Linked DNA regions of Delphinus delphis: region 1 is linked to region 2. Evidence: chromatin contacts called from public Hi-C data. All regions are on one chromosome and are shown on one strand. Each heading gives the region's core, a stretch centred on a gene start, on an enhancer-like site or on the middle of the called end of the contact. The rest is flanking DNA. Distances are from core to core; before and after follow the strand shown.

The links. Hi-C and Micro-C count contacts between places; a contact is called where the count stands out from the background.
Region 1: a contact with region 2 is called in a Hi-C map of lung, with 6 times the contacts expected there. The contact joins the promoter of SGPL1 here to the promoter of UNC5B in region 2. A contact is called at or near these places in 2 of 3 Hi-C or Micro-C datasets (lung and muscle).

What each region holds. Positions count from the first base shown.
Region 1 is chr16:61,522,771-61,525,489 of mDelDel1.2, forward strand. It overlaps SGPL1 (sphingosine-1-phosphate lyase 1), which reads right to left and starts at 1,467. Exons shown (of 15, transcript XM_060034842.2): 1 at 1,335-1,467; 2 at 424-485. The coding sequence starts at 450.
Region 2 is chr16:61,154,374-61,157,073 of mDelDel1.2, forward strand. UNC5B (unc-5 netrin receptor B) reads right to left here and starts at 1,397. Exons shown (of 17, transcript XM_060034840.1): 1 at 1,262-1,397. The coding sequence starts at 1,340.

The DNA of each region.
Region 1 (2,719 bases), core at 217-2,716, 370 kb after region 2:
CGAAGCACCATGACAGGTGTTTATCATCTCTAAACAAATAAGACAAGATATCTGCCTTCCAGGGAATCAAAACTCTAGTCTGGGAAACAAACACTTATAAACTAATATACGGCAGATCCAGACAAAATTTAATAGAAGTTTGAAAACTGTTCTGGTAGTATAAGAAAGGAGAGATTAAAATCAACTGCAAGAATTTTGAAAATGATTCTTCATATTCATTATATATATATATACACACACATACACTTAAATCAGTCACTTATCCATCTTAATCATTGAACCCAAAATAAAAGGTGGCAGAAACTCTCAGCTACCAAAAGCAAGCATCAGAGGTGAAATCTACACACTCATCCTTCGGACTAAAAATAAAACGTAAACGACAAGTGACTTACAACAAGGAGAATAGATGCAAAAAGGACTCACCAACATCAGAAGGTCCGTACTCGGCATCTTCCTCTTCCAGGCGTCCTTTCAGTGCCTCCCCTCTGCAAAAGGGAATCACATTTGTTTACTTCTAACGCTTTAAACGCTCCCGTCGGCCCGCCGAGATTCGCCAGAGCTGCAGAGAAAGGGTTCTATCCCTCCTTTAAGAGCTCAGATTTCACTCCTAGCTTTCACACTCCACCCCAGCACCCCAAACCAGCGAATCAGAATCCTGCTGGCACTCTGCTTCCCTCCCACAGCTGCCCAAACGCTTCCAGAGCCACCCTCCCACAAAGCAATCCCCCCCAGGTAGCTACCGGGGGAAACGCCCAGCCTGCAGTGGACCAGGGCCTGAAGGCCCGGAGCCCCGCCCATTCAAACTAACCCGGCCAAGGAGCGGACGCTACAGGCAGTCCAGTCCCAGGGTCCAGCCTCCGGTGGACTCCCTTTAGAAACAGGTAGGCCTCGTTCTTGACTTCATCCCTCCCTCCCCACAACCCTCTCCTCGCCTGCGAAGGACCAGCAAACCTGCCCACCCCAAGACCACTCCTACCCCGCCAGCGAGTGGAGTTTCGGACCCCGCTCCTACTCGGCCCTGGCGCCCTCCCCCACCCACTCGCGAACCCTGCACTCACTCAGACCTCAGGTGGTCGGCGCCCCTTCCCTCAGCCCGAACCCGAGCCCGCCCCAAGCTGCTAGCCCCTCGGTCCGGCCTGGCCCTTCCTCCTCTCCTCACCCCTCCGCAACAGGACCCCTCCTCAACAGGACCCCCCGCAGTCCAGACACTCCTCCCTCTCCCCGGCCAGGACCCGCCTCCCATTCAGTCCCGACTCTCCCCTATCCCAAGCCGAAGCCCTCCTCCCCAGCCCGGACCCTCCTCCTTCCTCCGGGTTCGCCGCGGCCCCGTCCACCTCCTCAGCCGGGAGCAGCTTCTGCGCTCCTTCCCTCGGACACTGTCTCGCCGGCCCTGCTCCTCTTCACTGCGAAACCGACTCGCGGGCCGCTGGGCGAAAGCTCCCCAGGCGGCGTCTACTGCTACCGCTGCTGCCGCCGCCGCCGCCGAGATTAGAGATCCGGCCGCCGGTGGCCCCGCCCCTCCCCGCCCCGTCCGGAAACGGCTCCCACGGTGCCCGCCCCCTTCCCCAGCCCTGGCGTGCGCGGCTCCGCCGCCGGTCACGCGCACGCCCCGGCCTGGGCGGCAGGCCCACTGTCCCCTCCGGGCCCCACGGCGCGTGCGCGCCGCCTGCTGGCCTGGCGGGGGCGGCGCCCGGGCCTTCCGAGAAGGTGGAACGCGCCCGCCCCAGAGGGTACCCAGCTTCTTCAGTCTCCGATTTTAAAAACCAACTTGCTGGTCACTTTTGACCACTTGGAGCCCCTGAGAGAGTCAGCCTGCAGAGCACTGTGCAAACTGATCCATAACAACGACTCAAGATGGGTCTCCGGAGAGGCCTTTGCGATTTTGAGTGACTCAGAGATTTGCTCCTTGTCTCCTTCCTGGAGACTTCCATCGAGGTCAACGATGCCTGAAGAAAAGCGACAGGAAAACGCCCTTATTGGAAATATTATCCCCATCCTCCCCTCTCCCCACAAAAATGGTAACAGTGACTATAGTTGTTGGGCAAAAATGCTACCAATACTACTTTATTTTCACGAGCAATGTTGGGAGTCATCTGATATTCAAGTGAGAGCACCCACCAGGATCACCCACTTCATTTCCAGAAGAACTAACTCTTAAGTCAGTTTCATGACTTGCCCATGTTGTGGCACTAATTCAGCAGAAGCAGAAGACAGTGTAGTTACTTGTAACTGATCGGTGATTTGCATACAGTATTTTTTTCCAACAAATTATTTAAATGACACCTACATGGCATCTTGAAATCTTAATAAAAATGACACTTATGAGTGTACCCAATTCCATCCCTTTGCAAAATGTCATGACACTAATTTGGGGTGTCATCACTACCATCGTTACCCTCATCTAGTGCTCTTAGGATGGAAGTCCTTGTTATCACATCTGCCCTTCTCTGCACAGCCCCTTTAGCACTTCCCAGTCAGAATGGTCAAGACTATGAAAGAGGCAAACAGGTTATCTCTGGGCTTCATTGCCCTCAGCCCTACCCATCAGAAGTCCCAGACATGTCTACTATCCAGAGCTCCTGAACCAGGCACTAACACCCCCATACCCTTAGTCCTCTTGCTGTTCCCCAGCAGACATGCATCCTCAGTGTTGAAGGGTCAGAAAATGTCCTGGGCTTCCTGCCAATGCCTACTCATCAAGAGTAAATTTGGGATTCCA
Region 2 (2,700 bases), core at 147-2,646:
AATCATTAATTCCAGAGTGAGGAATAGCTGACTATAAGTGGGGGAGGCGGGCGTGGGACGTTCGGGTGGGGGAGCGGGGAGGAGGGCGGCGGACGTCAACATCCAAGCGGAAGGTAGAGGGGGGAGGGCTGCGTCATCTGTCCACTTTGTGCACCAGTTTTCGGAGTCAATGCAGGATGCGGCCCACGCCCACCCAACCTCGGAAGCCCGGTGCTTGGTTTCTGGGGGAAGAGAGTGAGAGAGATGGAGGGGGGGAGAGAGAGAGAGAGAGAGAGAGAAAGAGAGAGAGAGAGAGAGGAGAAAGGAGAGAGGGAGGGGGGAGAGAGAGAGAGAGAGAGAGATGGGTTGGCTCCCGTGTGTCCACCCGCTCCCCAGGAAGACGCAGCCCAGTCAGCTACGCCCGGCCCAGCTACAGACCAGCGAGACGTGTACACAGCCACGGCGGGAGAGGGGGAATAGGGACTTTATTTTAGGAGCCCAGCGACTCCCTTAAGGCATCTTGCTGGGTCTGGAGTAGGAGCGTGGAGAGCGCACCTTGTCGGCTTCCCAGACGGGGAGACTGTCAGTGACTCATTTAAAAGGAAACTCGTCAGGATCACTACGTACTCCTCCCCACAACACCAACACCCAGAAAAAAATTCTTCCAGGCCTGCGGATCCCAAGATCTCGAGGAAAGCTGTACGTGCAAGACAGCCCTATTCCCTTCGATAACAAAACCCTACAAGCTGGCCTCATCTGGCTGGCGGAGCGGACCGCGCTTCCCGTGTTCCCCAGGTTTCTCGCTCCCTCCTTCTCATCTGCGGATTCGGGTCTGTGCCACGCTAGGAGTCTGGGCGAGCCGGGACCTGGACTAGGAAGTTGCCGGCGAGCAGCAAGCGAGCGCACACCTGGCCTGTGCAGCGACTGGTTTTTTGGCGCCGCTGCCAGGCGCGCGCGAAGCCAGGGGTCCCCCGGAGGCCGGTACTCCGGGAGGCGCACACCCCGACTTGGACACCGTTCCAGGGAAAAGAAGCGATCTCTCCCTTCCAGGCGGGAGCTGGAGAGCCTGAGCAACACCCCCGCCCCGCCCCGCCCCGCGAGATAGCTGCGCCATCGCCCACTTTGCTGGGGCAGAGAAATCTACCTTTTAACTTGGGCGCCCTTACCGCTTTCCCTGTGCGCACTGACGGAGCGATAGACCACCTCAACTTCAGAGCAGAGTGAGGCGCCAGGGTCCCCTCGCTCCCCTCGCTCCCCTCCCCCATGCCCGAACGCTCCCTACCTGCTTGGCTCAGCCTCAGGTCCCAGCAGAGCAGGAGTGTCAGCAGTAGCGCGCCCCGCGCTCCGCTCCGGGCCCACATGCTCCCGCGGCCCGGCTCGGGCGCCTCTCCCCCAGGGCTCTCTCCCTGACCCCAGCCTCGCCGCCGCCGTCTCCGCCGCCGCCGCCTCCTCCTCGCCGTCCTCCCCGGCGCCCGGCCGCGCCAGCCCGTGCCCTCCGTGGGGGCAGAGGCAGCCACGCTTCGCAGAGGGCTGCCCGGCGCTCGGAACGCTATGGGTACCCGGCGCCCGCTCTCCGGCCAGGCTCCGGCGTGCCCCTCTCTGCGCTCCTCAGGCTCCGGGGCTCGAGCGCTCCTCAGGCTCCCGCGTCCTGGCTTCGAAGTTGCGCGACTGAGGGTGAGAGCGCTCAGCGGCGCCCGCAGCGGCCAACGCCGCGCCGTCCGAGCCCCCGTGCGCGCCTCCCTGCGCCCCGCCGCTGCCCGCGGCTCCGGCGCCCTCGCCGGCCTCCGCCGCCTGCCACAAGGCCGAGCGCTGCCGCTCGCACGCCCAAGTGAGTCCGCGAGCAGAGCAGGACAGCGCGCGGCCGGGGCGGGGCCTGGGCGGGCAAAGGCGGAGCCGGCGGAGGGCCTTTCTAGGGGGTAACGACGGCCCCTTGGGCGCGGCTTTGGCGGAGCTGGGGGCCCTTCAGGGGGGGTCCGCGCGAAACTCTGAGCCCGGAGCGTTGGAAATCCCGGCCGCTAGATCGTAGCTGGAAGCGGAGTCTGCCCAATTTTTGTTTCCAGAAACTGAAGAAATGTATCTTGGCGCTTTCCTCTGACTTGGCTGTGTCAGCTTTCTCCTCTGATTAAACTCAGGACTCTGTCGTTTTTGGCTCCCTGGTTCGTACTACGTAGAATCTACGCCTTCTACAGGGGGCGGGCGGGGGGGGTCTTTACCAAAAAAGCTCCTTCAATGAGGAAATCTCAAACACTCAAGTCCGTGTTAAGCAGGGGCTTACAGCTATGTGGACTTGGATCATCCTGTTTGGCCCTACTTGTGGGTATGACCTTGGGCAGAACTGTTTGACTAGACCCCTCCGAACCTCCTGTAGCACCCAGGGCCTAGGATGTTACTCCCCCACCCCACCCCCACCCTCCGCAAGTGACAATGGGGCATAGGGAAGCCATTTTTGGCTCGGGTGGGCGTAGATTTGGGCTCTGCTCCTTACCTGCTGTGTGACCCTGAACAAGTTACTTAACCATTCTGATGCTTCCTTCATCATCTCCAAAATGGAGAAAAATGATAATAACAATTTTATAAGGGAATGTAGAACTGATTTTTAAATATATATATAGAAACTGTAGCACAAATGTCAGTAATCTCTCTTTCCAAGATCTCCCCTCTCAGCCAATCTGATTCCTGGTGGAAAATCCTGACCACCCAAGGGTGAGCCAAAGGGCATGT